Regions from separate parts of the Xenopus tropicalis genome. Here region 1 is linked to region 2. A link is a contact called in public Hi-C data. All regions are on one chromosome and are shown on one strand. The core of a region is the stretch at or near the end of the contact, and the rest is flanking DNA. Distances in the headings are between cores, read along the strand shown.

Region 1 (5,799 bases), core at 383-2,882, 50 kb before region 2:
ATCAAATTGGCCTGTAGGGCCCACTTTGCACAGCATATAACAGATAAGATGTTTAGAATAAAATGGTTTTAAACTTAGGTGGATGTAAACAGAGATTAAATGCAGTGGCCCTCTACACATCTGTAGGATTTAAACCTGCCAATAAATATTTTATTTGTACCTGCAGGATAGACATATAATCTGTAATTGTAGATGTTCTCCTTTTGGTGTTAATGACCCATTAACAGGCATTGCAAGCCACATGCTTGATAGACAACTGTAAATACTGTCCTCTCTACCACCAAAGGGACAACTTCTTAATAAATTGTTTCCTTTAGTGAAAATTCAGTTGAATACAACATATTTAGAATGCAAAACAGCTGCTACTGGAGAAGGGGATTTTGACAGCTGTGCTTGTCCTTGAGAAGACCATTGTAAAGTTATCAGATCACATGGGGGAAAAAAAGGGGGGGGGGTAATGCAAGTTAAACGGACTTCCCTTACTGTTAACTGATTGCATTTAAATTAAATGCAATTAGTGCCACCATTTAAATTGAATTTTCTAGAAGTGTCCCTGGATGTGTGGCATGTTAACTCAAGTTAGCTTGCATACTTTGGTAAATGTATGCATATTGGTTATAAAACTGTTCAGCAGACTCCCTGGAGTTCATATGGTTTTTTTAGTAAGTAAAAAATTGTGAGATAAATGGGGCAAGTTTCAATAATTTGGGCAGTTTTCATAAATGGCATGAAAACCACTGCCTTTAGAATAGCTTTGTAGTTTGGAAGAAAACTAACATATTTGGTTTGTTAGGGTCTTCGTACTATTAGAGTATTTTACAACACACAATATGCAGGCAGGGTGCTGTGTTTTCAGAAGCTGAATTAGCAGCCAAGAAATGTAATATGCACAGTTCTCATTTTAATCAATGCATATTGGGCATCAAACTGTTCAGTTGATGGAAATAGCAAAATTGCTTTGCTTTAAAGTGGGTGAAACCAGAAAGTACTGGTGGGCAAGGCTTCTTATAGCTGTGGGTGTTACTTATAATTGTAGTTGTGGCTTACTTTTGCGCTCCACCCCAATTCAAACAATGCCTAACCCCACCCATTACACTTCCCTACCTGCTTTGGCAATGAGAAAATATATTGATTTAATCTGATTAGACATTAAGACAATTACCGCATGTAGCCATTTTTCCAGATGAAACCTATTAATATTTGTCATGGTTCATTTTACAGTAGCTGGCCTCTTGTGGTCTACTTGTTTGTATTGATGGCAGTGCTAGTTGTTCAAGTCCTCCCTTGTTTACCTGTTGTGGACCTGTAAACTGTTTTATTTTCCATAGTAATTGGACTTTTTGTCACTCTTTTTTGAAAAAAAAAAAAAATGAAATTAGAATTAGCAACAAACTGGAGCTACAGTGTGGAGCACAACTAAGGTATGTTGTTACTCTTTGTTCTCTCAGAGGTTTCCACTATCATGTTTTATTGTCCTGCCAAAAAAACTTGTTAGGAAGGTATGTGAAGTGTTTCCTCTTCATCTAATAAAGCTTGTCCCTGGGAATGTATCAGCTGAATCAGTGAAACCATAGAGTCAGAATACTTAATGTCTCTTTCTAGTACTTTATCCTCACAAAAGGAACAGCAGCTCTATTGACCCCTTGACACGCTGACCTCTGACATGCTGTTTTCTTAGAATAAAGGGTCCTCTTGTGCTGTTTATACTACAAAACCAACAGTGTTGTATCATTCATTAATATACTATTGTAAGTGTATTCAATTTGTCTAGAATGCAAGATTATTGCAGTGTGTATTTTGTAAATAGAAATGCCTAAAAACACAATTTTATTCAAATACGTGCATATTAAAACATCTTTGCTTACATACAATACTGGTATTTTCACAAATTTTGCAATCGTAAATGTAACCATACCTTTTAAAAACTGTGTGAAGCCTGTTTTTTTTTTTGTTTTTGTTTTTTTTTATACATAGGCCCTCAACTCCTCTGTTAGTGAATTCATCTCCCCACTGAGTGCATTGTTTATATCATGTGGTGCCAATCAGCACTGCTATTCTACAGTCTTTGTACTGATGGGTGTTCACAACATTGAACTCTTATGCATCCCAGCAGTAATACATACACAGCATTTAGGTTCTGCTAATTTATGCAAGGTAAAGTACTACAAATGAACTAATAAATAAATACACCAGTCTCTACCATATATTATGTTTTGTTATTCTCAGGATAATACAATACACGTTACTACATTTCTGTGGTTAGGGAAACAAGACAACCTGGCTGGAGTCAAACCCAAGGTCCTAGAAAAACTTCTCTTTCAAACAGATTAGGCACCTCCCCCCCCCCTTCCAGTGAAATAGATTGCTATGTTTTTTCCCCAGGTCGGTGCTCCTGTTAATGGATTACTTTCATGGGAAAACAAAACATCATCAGTTAATAGAGCTTCTTCAGCAGAATCCTGCATTGAAATCCATTTAAAAGTGAAATAGTGAAAGATTTTTTTTAAATTTTACATGGGACTAGCCCTATTCGTCATTTCCCAGGGTGCCACAGCCATGTGACTTCTCTGATAAATTTCAGTCACTCTTTACTGCTGAGCTGCAAGTTCGAGTTATCTCACCCCCTCCCTTCCCCCTTAAGCAACTGATCAGCAGCAAGATAGCAGCTATAGATTAGCACTTAATAGTAGAAAATCCAAGTCCAATTTAGGACTCCTCCGGTTACATGGAGAGTAGGAGTACAATAGGTTACCTGAAAGCAGTTCTAATGTGTAGCGTTGGCTCCTTCTGAAAGTTTAGAATCAGGCACAATGCACTGAGATGGCTGCCGACACACCAATATTACAACTAAAATGCATTTGTTGTTTCAAGAATAAAATTTTAAATGGTAGAGTGAATTATTTGTTATGTAAACAATGTAATGTAGTAATAAAAAGTACACCATAAAAATCACGACAGAGACCCTTTCAGAGAAAACGCCAGTCTGAGGAAAAGCTGTATCAGCTCTGTGATGGCATATTACTTACCTTCCGACCAGTGTCCCAAGTGTTCTTTGTGACAATCCCTGTTTGCAGTAGAGTAAACAAACACAATTTACTCTACTGCACATGTGCAGAACTCCAAATGGATGAAGATCTCAGGTTAGAAGATGCCGGCACACCTCTTACGTAGCTTTTCCATGGGCTGGTGCAGTTTACTCTTAACAGGAGCAGTGGCCCAAGGAAAAACTATTGACACAAGCGATGAAAACATAATTTTGCCCGTTTATAGGTCTCTGGTGAGGCCTCACCTAGAGTATGCAGTGCAGTTTTGGGCTCTAGTCCTTAAAAAGGATATTAATGAGCTGAAGAGAGTGCAAAGACGGTGAGGGCAGTGAATGCCCTTCCGAATGATGATGTGATGGCAGATTCTGTTAATGCCTTTAAGAGAGGCTTGGATGATTTCTTAAACAAGCATAATATCCAAGGCTATTGTGATACAAAAATTAGTACTGATGTCGGTATATATAGATTATGTTTGTGAGTGTAGAGATAGGCTTAAGGGTTTATGTGTGTGTGGTGGGTTCACTTGGAAGGGTTTAACTTGATGGACTTCTGTCTTTTTTCAACCCAACTTAATGTAACTATGATCTATTTCACCTAACATCTTGGTAACCAGTAAAATAGACTTTACATGTACTTTAAAAGAGCTAATCACATGTCAGTGACTACTGATTCTGTGACAGCAATTTGTGGTTTACTGTTAATTTGCAAAACTGGAGGAAACTAGAAGTGCAGTTTTGCATAAGTTAAGATGTTAGAATTATACCTGTGAACAAGTGAGTCATGGCTTGACTCACACATGCCGTGTTTTAAACATTTTCTTAGTCTGTGACTGAGAGCAGGACCAGGGAAGAAAAGTTTCTGCTTGAGGTCATTACATGGTGTTGTTCTAGCTTTTAGTTCCAGTATTACTTTCTTGTTTAAGACTAGAACATTGTTAATCTATTTTTTTGCATATTTTTAGGAACAAAAGTTATTGAATAAGTCTGTTCTGCTGAGAAGAGGAGTTTATGCCCTTATGGCCAGCATTCTCTGGTTTGACTATTTTGTGAAGTCAGAACATGTTTGACTGTTTTCAGCCTAAGCACTAACACCCAACCCTGTTAGTGTTTTGTTAAATTCAAGTTAAGTGAGGCATAATGATTTGGAAAACTATATTGGTATTGGCATTTTTCTTGCCATGTGGTAGCCTTTGTTACTGCTAAGTAACAAAATAATAGGATGTTTGAATTTGTCTTACTTGTTTTCTTGCTATGGCAATCCATTATTTATGATATTTCAGAGAGGTATGTTATTGTAAGTCTAAGCTTAAGAGACAAATGCCCAAACTTCTTTAGACCAGGGAACTTGTTTCCTTGTGGGTACTACAATTTTTCTTGTGGTGATTTTAGAATCTGAGATTCATCTCAGCTACAAAGCTGCAAGATGGGGTGAAAAGCATTCTTTTACGTGTATTTATAATATTGCATGGAATTGTAATTGCAAATTTTATATGTTTTTTTAACTCTCTCTTTTTTTTCTCCCTTCTCCTTGCAGTGGAAGTAAATGGTTAAAGCATGGGTCTCATTATTAATGTCTGCAAGACTTGTTTAATCTTCATGTACAAAAGAAAACAATCTGCCAAGAATTCCTGATATAGATAATTAAGGAATCTGGGAATTTGTTTTAAACAGAGATTTAAAATACATTGAATTGTAATAGAATCTAGAAATTACTTTTTCAAATGTAATTCTGTGTCTGAGTTAGATTCATGTGTACACTATTTTGTGCAGATGTTTATATTAATGTTTTGATTTACTCTGTACTTTTGTTTTGGCATAAAATAGTAGTTACACTTTCATCACATTAGGAATAATGAATAAATATATGGACTTTATTATTTTCATTGACAATAAAATTGCTTTATTAAATAAAACATCATGTTTTAGGGATTAGGACTACAGGTTTTCTTTATTACAGTCTATGTTTCATTCAGTGTTTATAGCAACTATTCATAAATAACTGTTGATGATGTTTTCAGATATTTATACCTGCAATGTGAGGTCTTTGCTTAACTGCAGGTGCGGAGCACCATCTGGAAACCTGCTTCTTTACTTGCATTACAGTGCAGAGAGGTGTGAGAGCTGCTAGTAAACTACCAAGCAGGATACATTTTACTGTTGTCCTTTTTTTTTTTTTTTTTTTTTTTTTTAGAAAAATAAAATATATTTTGCATTATATTATTTAATATTATAATAAGACCCATGCTTTAACCATCTCCTTCCACTGCAAGGAGATAGAAGGAAGGGCAGACTTCTAAATCAAGGCCTTTTGATGAGATAAATGTCAAATGTGATTGTTCTGCTCTGAGGGGGCTGTCTCCGAAACCTGGTTTGGTAGGAGAACAAGTGGGTCCTAAAGGATGATGAAGGCTAGGGTATGACTAATAATGTCTGCTTTCTGAGCTCAGAAGTGAGAAATATTGGGCAGTGCCAGACTAAGTGGATCTTCAGTTGTCCTTTAGTGTGTATTGTGTGCACTAAATTCCGGATGTGGAGAGATTTAAACTAAATACATATATCATATTGTTGCATGCTTGCCACCGTGTACTCGGCTACAAAGGGGAAAAAGTTATTCCCCATCATATCTAAAGTGATGTCTGTATGTTCCTATTAATAGTATCACTCCCAACGCATGGACTAACTATTATTATTTTTTGCAATAGGTGCACCAAATCCACTGTTAGGGCCCCAAGAACAGATTCCAAGGATTATGATTT
Region 2 (5,720 bases), core at 1,236-3,735:
ATCAAGTCAGAAGGGTTTTCCCGCCGTTTACGATCGTTCGGATACTAAAATTTCGTAACTTTCGGATCACACCACAATATTTTCGTATAACCCACGATACAAATTTTCGCGCAATTAACGTACATCAGAAATTATCGTGGTTAGTCCGATTTTTTTCCAATCGTGCTTTTAATTGGCGAAAATTCGTACTTTGATAAATGAGCCCCATAGTTTGGGATTTACTTTTAGCCTTTTCAGGCCCAATAGCTAATTCATAAACATCCCCCTTAAAATGGCCAGATATGGGTTCCTGGAAATGCATTCTGTAGAGCAGCTTTGGAACCAGTTTTTCTCTGTATGATGCAAAGGGCAAGCCTACACCTGACCTATGCAGTTTCACAGGGTGCCACAGAGCTGGAGGGGGCTGTGTGAAAGCTTGCAAACACAAAACCTAAAGTATACTGGATGTAATGAAATACAGCACAGTTCTACAAGGCTTTATGCAAAAGGAGAATGGTTGATACTGTATCTCCATTCTGTGTATTATAGAATGTCAATTCAGGATATCAGTAAAAACAGAGAAATATATTTTAGCTGTGAATGGATATGGTAGGTTCATTCATAATGTTAACTGGATAAGTGAATAGAATTATACATCTCTAAACTACCCAGAATAATTAATTAGGTTGAAATATAGGACTTTGTGGAGTAAAATCTTGTTCTGGCTAATATCAGCAAGTGCAAAAAAAGATATTGGGCGAAAATACAATCTAATCTCTTGGTGGTTCTTTAAATAGAGCTGTAACTGTATCATTTTGATTTAGAATTTTCAAAGAAAAACAAAGTTATTTGAAAGGATTTCAGGGAATTGCAGAGTTCACACATTTAAAATAAAAAACAGCTTGGAATTCCTTAAGTGTTAAAGAAGTGGGAAGATAATAGATCCATTTAACAGCCTTGCTTTACTTGATGTATGAAGGTGGATTGATGAGTAATTCCCATAACAGTTTGCTGGTGGTTTAATACATAGCATCATTACCAAAAGAAAAGACCAAAAGAATTGCAGAGGACAAGGCGCTGAGACAGTTTTTCCCTTTTGCTTTTTAAGGAAGCTTGTCTTTGATGAGATATAGCTGCAGGCTATCGTTTTACATTTTATGTCAGCTACCTTTGTAAGAGGCTCATTATTGATGCCGAGTTCTGTTTTAATTCACACTTCTCTGCTAATCAATTACAGCGTTTATCCATTAATCAGGTATTTTGACAGGGTCAATAACTGCTTTTCACTTTTGTGATCTTCTTGCATGTTACTCCGTAAATAATAACAGTCAATAGGCTAGTTGTGAAAAGCGCCTTTTTCCCAGGCTGTTTTGCAAAACGAAAAAAAGCTCTGGAAGTAAGTTAACCTATTTGTGTGTATTTTTTTTGGGGGGGGGGGGTGGTATGACGTATATGTAATGCAAGTTATGCAGAAGTAGGAATAATATGTTGTTTTTTGAATATTTAATAAAATTGCACTGTGTTAATAAGGCAATTGTGTATTAAAAAAGACCATTATGAATTAGCATTTTCCTGTTTTCCTTCTTTATTGGTCTGTTACTTTATTTACATTTCGGTTCACAGAATATTTCATGGTCCTCATTAAAGACTGATATTTGATTAATAACTGAGTGTTGGAAAGGTTTAATTTTTTCCATTTTTGTCTGCATTTGAGTGAGTTGGATTTTAGTGAATGGTGAGAAATGTCTGTAATCATGTAATTTTTTTTATCTGTGCCACATTTCCTGCTGAACCCCAACAAAGTAAAGCATCAGAGAAATTATATTCTTTTATTTTGGTCAGTGGTGTAGATGACAGAGGGCAAAATTCTAATTTGTAATGTAAAGCCTTTGTGGGGGTCACCCACTGTACACAGGTTGATAGTAACAGGTTTCAATTATCTTTTTATGATGGCTGTACCAACATCTAATTGTTTCTCATCAAGTGCAGAAAGAAAAGGCAGTTCTTCTGTAGATTTTTCAATTCTTCTACATGTCACTTAGCTGTCTTCTCCATTGTCCGAGATCCTTTCTCTCATCCCTTTCGTAGCAATGAGTTGTGTCATTCCCTCATGATCAGCACTTTTGTTTTCTTTGTTTTTTCAGTACCTCAGAAGTCCATCTTTCCTTTCATCTCCTTCCCATTCATGCATAAGGGAACAGTTGTGCTCTGTTGTGGGGATGTTCCGCTGGATTTCAAACAGTAGGGTTTCTTTTCATGCCCTTCTGAGTAGTACAATGGAACTGAATGTCTGTTGCACAATCCAAACACTAATATGCCTGGTTATTTTGTTTCTAAGAAGTCAATAAAACCTCTAAATTTGGACTTTTGGCTTGCTATTTAATGTTTAGCCATAAATCTGTTTGTTTCAGGTTGTGTAGTAAAATCCTCAGCATTAAATTCAGGCATTAAGTTAACTTGCAGTTGGTGCTGGCAGAAGACTATTTTCACACAAAAGGACTTGGCACTCCTCAGCAGTCATGATAAGAGTGTGAAGTCTCAGCCAGATCTAATTAATGTGGAGTGTGTGTGCTAGGAATTGGGGGGGGGGTGTCTGTGATCTTGGATTTGCTTTGGCAAAACTTTTTACCTTGTGCAGTCATTGAAAAATAAATATATTAAATTTAGACTTTGCATTTACCATTTTTGTGCCAGGCTTTTTAACTTGTTACGTTTTAGAATGATAGAAAATTAAGTGTTAAGGGGCAATGCCATCTAATATTGTTGTGTTAAGAGAATTCTCAAAAACAACTTTACTAGGTCATAAAGAAAACATACTTAAACAATAGGTATGTGTATACCTTTTATAGAAGTCATTTCTGCATTTAGACTAATAATTTTTCTAAATCTTAGGTATTCATTACAGTTTAGGTGCATGTTTATACAATGACAAAACCTAATATGCTTTATGCATAATGCTCTTAAACTGATTTATATTTGAAAATTATTTTTTTATAGTTTTTAAATTTATTAATTTCTGTGCTTTCTCAACCAAACATTTTATTCTACTGATGGATCTTGGAATAAATGATGTAAAATTAAAAGAATATGAAGAAAAATGATTGTTGAAAAACATATATGTTATAAAAGTAATGAAAAAATATAAATGTTATGGGGTAACCTTGCCACCAAATAAATGTATTCTTAATACAATGCTTAATAAAAGTATGTATTTCTCAATTGGTTAAAACCTATTAAATGCATGCCTGGCCAGTCTTCTAGTCAACTAACTGTCCTAATTCATAAAATATTGCACAAACCAATTCATTAGCAGTTTCTTATATGTAAAATCAGTAAAAAGTATATGCTTTTAGGAACTCAAGATATTAAAAAGATAATTTCAGTCCAAGGGCTTGTCTCCAGGGCTGTAGTAAAGAAAGGTAATGGAGAAATTATTGTGAAGAATATGAAAGATAACGTGAAAATTCAATGAACCATAAAATGAACCATAAAGTTGTTGCCACTCTTCCTCTGTCCCAGCAAACATGCACACTTCTGGATGAAACAAAGATGGCCGTGCTTTCCCCTACTGGTTTGTGTACCACTGCACAGTATACAGTTTCCAGTCTTTATATACAGCATTTCTATGCCCATAGTTACCCATGGATGCTGCTAATATATACAGACTAATTACATTACATTACATTAACATTTATTTATAAAGCGCCAACATATTCCGCAGCGCTGTACAATAAGTGGGTTTCATACATTGGACATACAGAGTAACATATAAAGCAATCAATAACCGATACAAGAGGTGAAGAGGGCCCTGCCCAAAAGAGCTTACAATCTACAAGGAAAGAGCTTACAATCTACAAGGAATATAAAGAGTAACTCGTGGGGCTACAAAACAAGGCATTAAATTGCATCTTATTGGATAACCCTTTATGTGCCAATGATATAAATAAAAAAAAAATAATTCTGCAAAGTGGCTTTTGCATAATTCTTATAGATAAATGGAATACATTTCCCTTTATCACCTCTATGCTCAGCAATTTTAATGTTGGTTCCCTTAGCCTTCTCCCAGTATTTTTCCCAGTATATAACAAATAAAATATTTCCATTTCTCCTGTTACTTTTATCCTTGGGTTGCAGTACCTTGACTTCTAATTTCTCTTTAATAGTAGGTTTCTTCTATTTTTTTAAACAAGGCTTTTTCCAATAACTCCTACCACTATCCAAGATGTACCAGTGCTTTAATATAATATTAGTTGCTTTATTGTGATCCATAATATAATCCAAATATTAAAGGTCTGTTTGACAAGACCCTTATCTTGACTCATAACTTCCAATACGTGATACAATGGGAAGCTATAGAGACTTGGTACTCTTTAGCAAGACCTTTCTTTAATTTTTCATATGTAGTAATAAATCCAAACAGCCTGTTGCCCTCTACAAGAAAATCTAATAACTATGTTACAGCTATTTTTATTTTTTTTAACTTTGTTTTTATTTTCATTTTTCAGACATATCTATTACAGTAGTTTCTGTAACGTCTTATTTCGCATATATGTCTCTTGAATAACAATGCTAAAGGTGCAAGTCTTTTAAAATTAACATTTATAACATAACTTAAACTTTTAGCTCATACCTGTTAATGAGAAATGTTTTTCACTGTGGGTAGGTTGCAAATAATCTATTTGTTTTGTTACAGGTATTTTCATTATCTTATAATTCATTAAAGGGGTTGTATGCCTTTAATTTAACTTTTAGTATGATCGGTCTAGAGCCTGCTTTTGTAAGACAATTTTCAGTTGCGATTCTTTAATTATTTAGCTTTGTGTTCTGCAACTCTCCAACCAGCTATCCGGTTGCTAGGTTCCAGTTTACCATAACAACCAGGCATTGGTTTCAATAAGAGACTAGAATGTGAATAGTAGAGGGCCTGAATAGAAGGATAAGAAAAAAAAGTAGGCCCCTGGAGACACCCCTGCTTTCCTGTACCTCATTTTAAAAGGCAGAGATGCACCTAAATCTCTGTACACTGATATAATCCAAAAATGTATTACACAGAAACACTAGGAGCAAACCGGAACCCTTAAAGGAGAATGCAAGTCAAAATTTAAAAAGCATACTGCCCAATAGTCCTCCTATTGTTTAGTAAAAACGCCACACTTTTGGCTCACCTAATCAAATATTTACTCAGTCACACTTACTTCACATTTTCTAGAACAGGCAGCCATCTCTAAAAAGGTATTCTCCCTTCCTTTCCCTCCTTGCTTCATACTGCACATGTGTTTCATTCCCCTCTGCCAGATCCGCTTCTGATTGGCTGGTGGGCATGTGTAGCTCAGAACAGGAGACAGGATCAAGTTACACACATGCTCAGAGAATAGGAAGGATGCCGCTGGCAGCCTACAGGAAGGACAGAGAGATTTCAGTGATGTCACTGTAGTCTTCACACTGCTGTAGGCTGCCAGCACCATATCTCAGAGAATCTGGGAATTTAGATATGCAGTAAGTTCTTAAAAAGAATGCCTTTAGACTTACTTTTAATTTATATTAACCTTTCATTGTCCTTTAAGTTTTGACAATTTCCTTACCGCTTTGTGAGGAGGTAAACTAGTTTAAGAGAACAAGCATGTCAAATGTTATAATTAAGACATAAAATCAGGACTTTCTGTTTTGTGAATGGGTGTCTTTAAGAACCTTAGGCCCCAAAGTGTTAAAAACTCATCATGTTGACACCCCCCAGTTGATCA

Evidence for each region. Hi-C and Micro-C count contacts between places; a contact is called where the count stands out from the background.
Region 1: a contact with region 2 is called in a Hi-C map of neurula embryo, with 1.7 times the contacts expected there. The contact joins two enhancer-like sites. A contact is called at or near these places in 2 of 5 Hi-C or Micro-C datasets (brain and neurula embryo).

What each region holds. Positions count from the first base shown.
Region 1 is chr2:120,967,889-120,973,687 of UCB_Xtro_10.0, reverse strand. All of the region lies in intron 1 of clybl (citramalyl-CoA lyase, mitochondrial), which reads left to right. Among named protein-coding and RNA genes, the nearest start is that of clybl, 35 kb to the left of the region's middle. Within about 2 kb of position 1,632, at least 2 of the 11 cell types and tissues checked have an H3K27ac peak or open chromatin away from gene starts, as enhancers often do. A contact at or near this core is called in neurula embryo, where this site is marked.
Region 2 is chr2:120,919,251-120,924,970 of UCB_Xtro_10.0, reverse strand. All of the region lies in intron 1 of clybl (citramalyl-CoA lyase, mitochondrial), which reads left to right. Among named protein-coding and RNA genes, the nearest start is that of clybl, 83 kb to the left of the region's middle. Within about 2 kb of position 2,485, at least 2 of the 11 cell types and tissues checked have an H3K27ac peak or open chromatin away from gene starts, as enhancers often do. A contact at or near this core is called in neurula embryo, where this site is marked.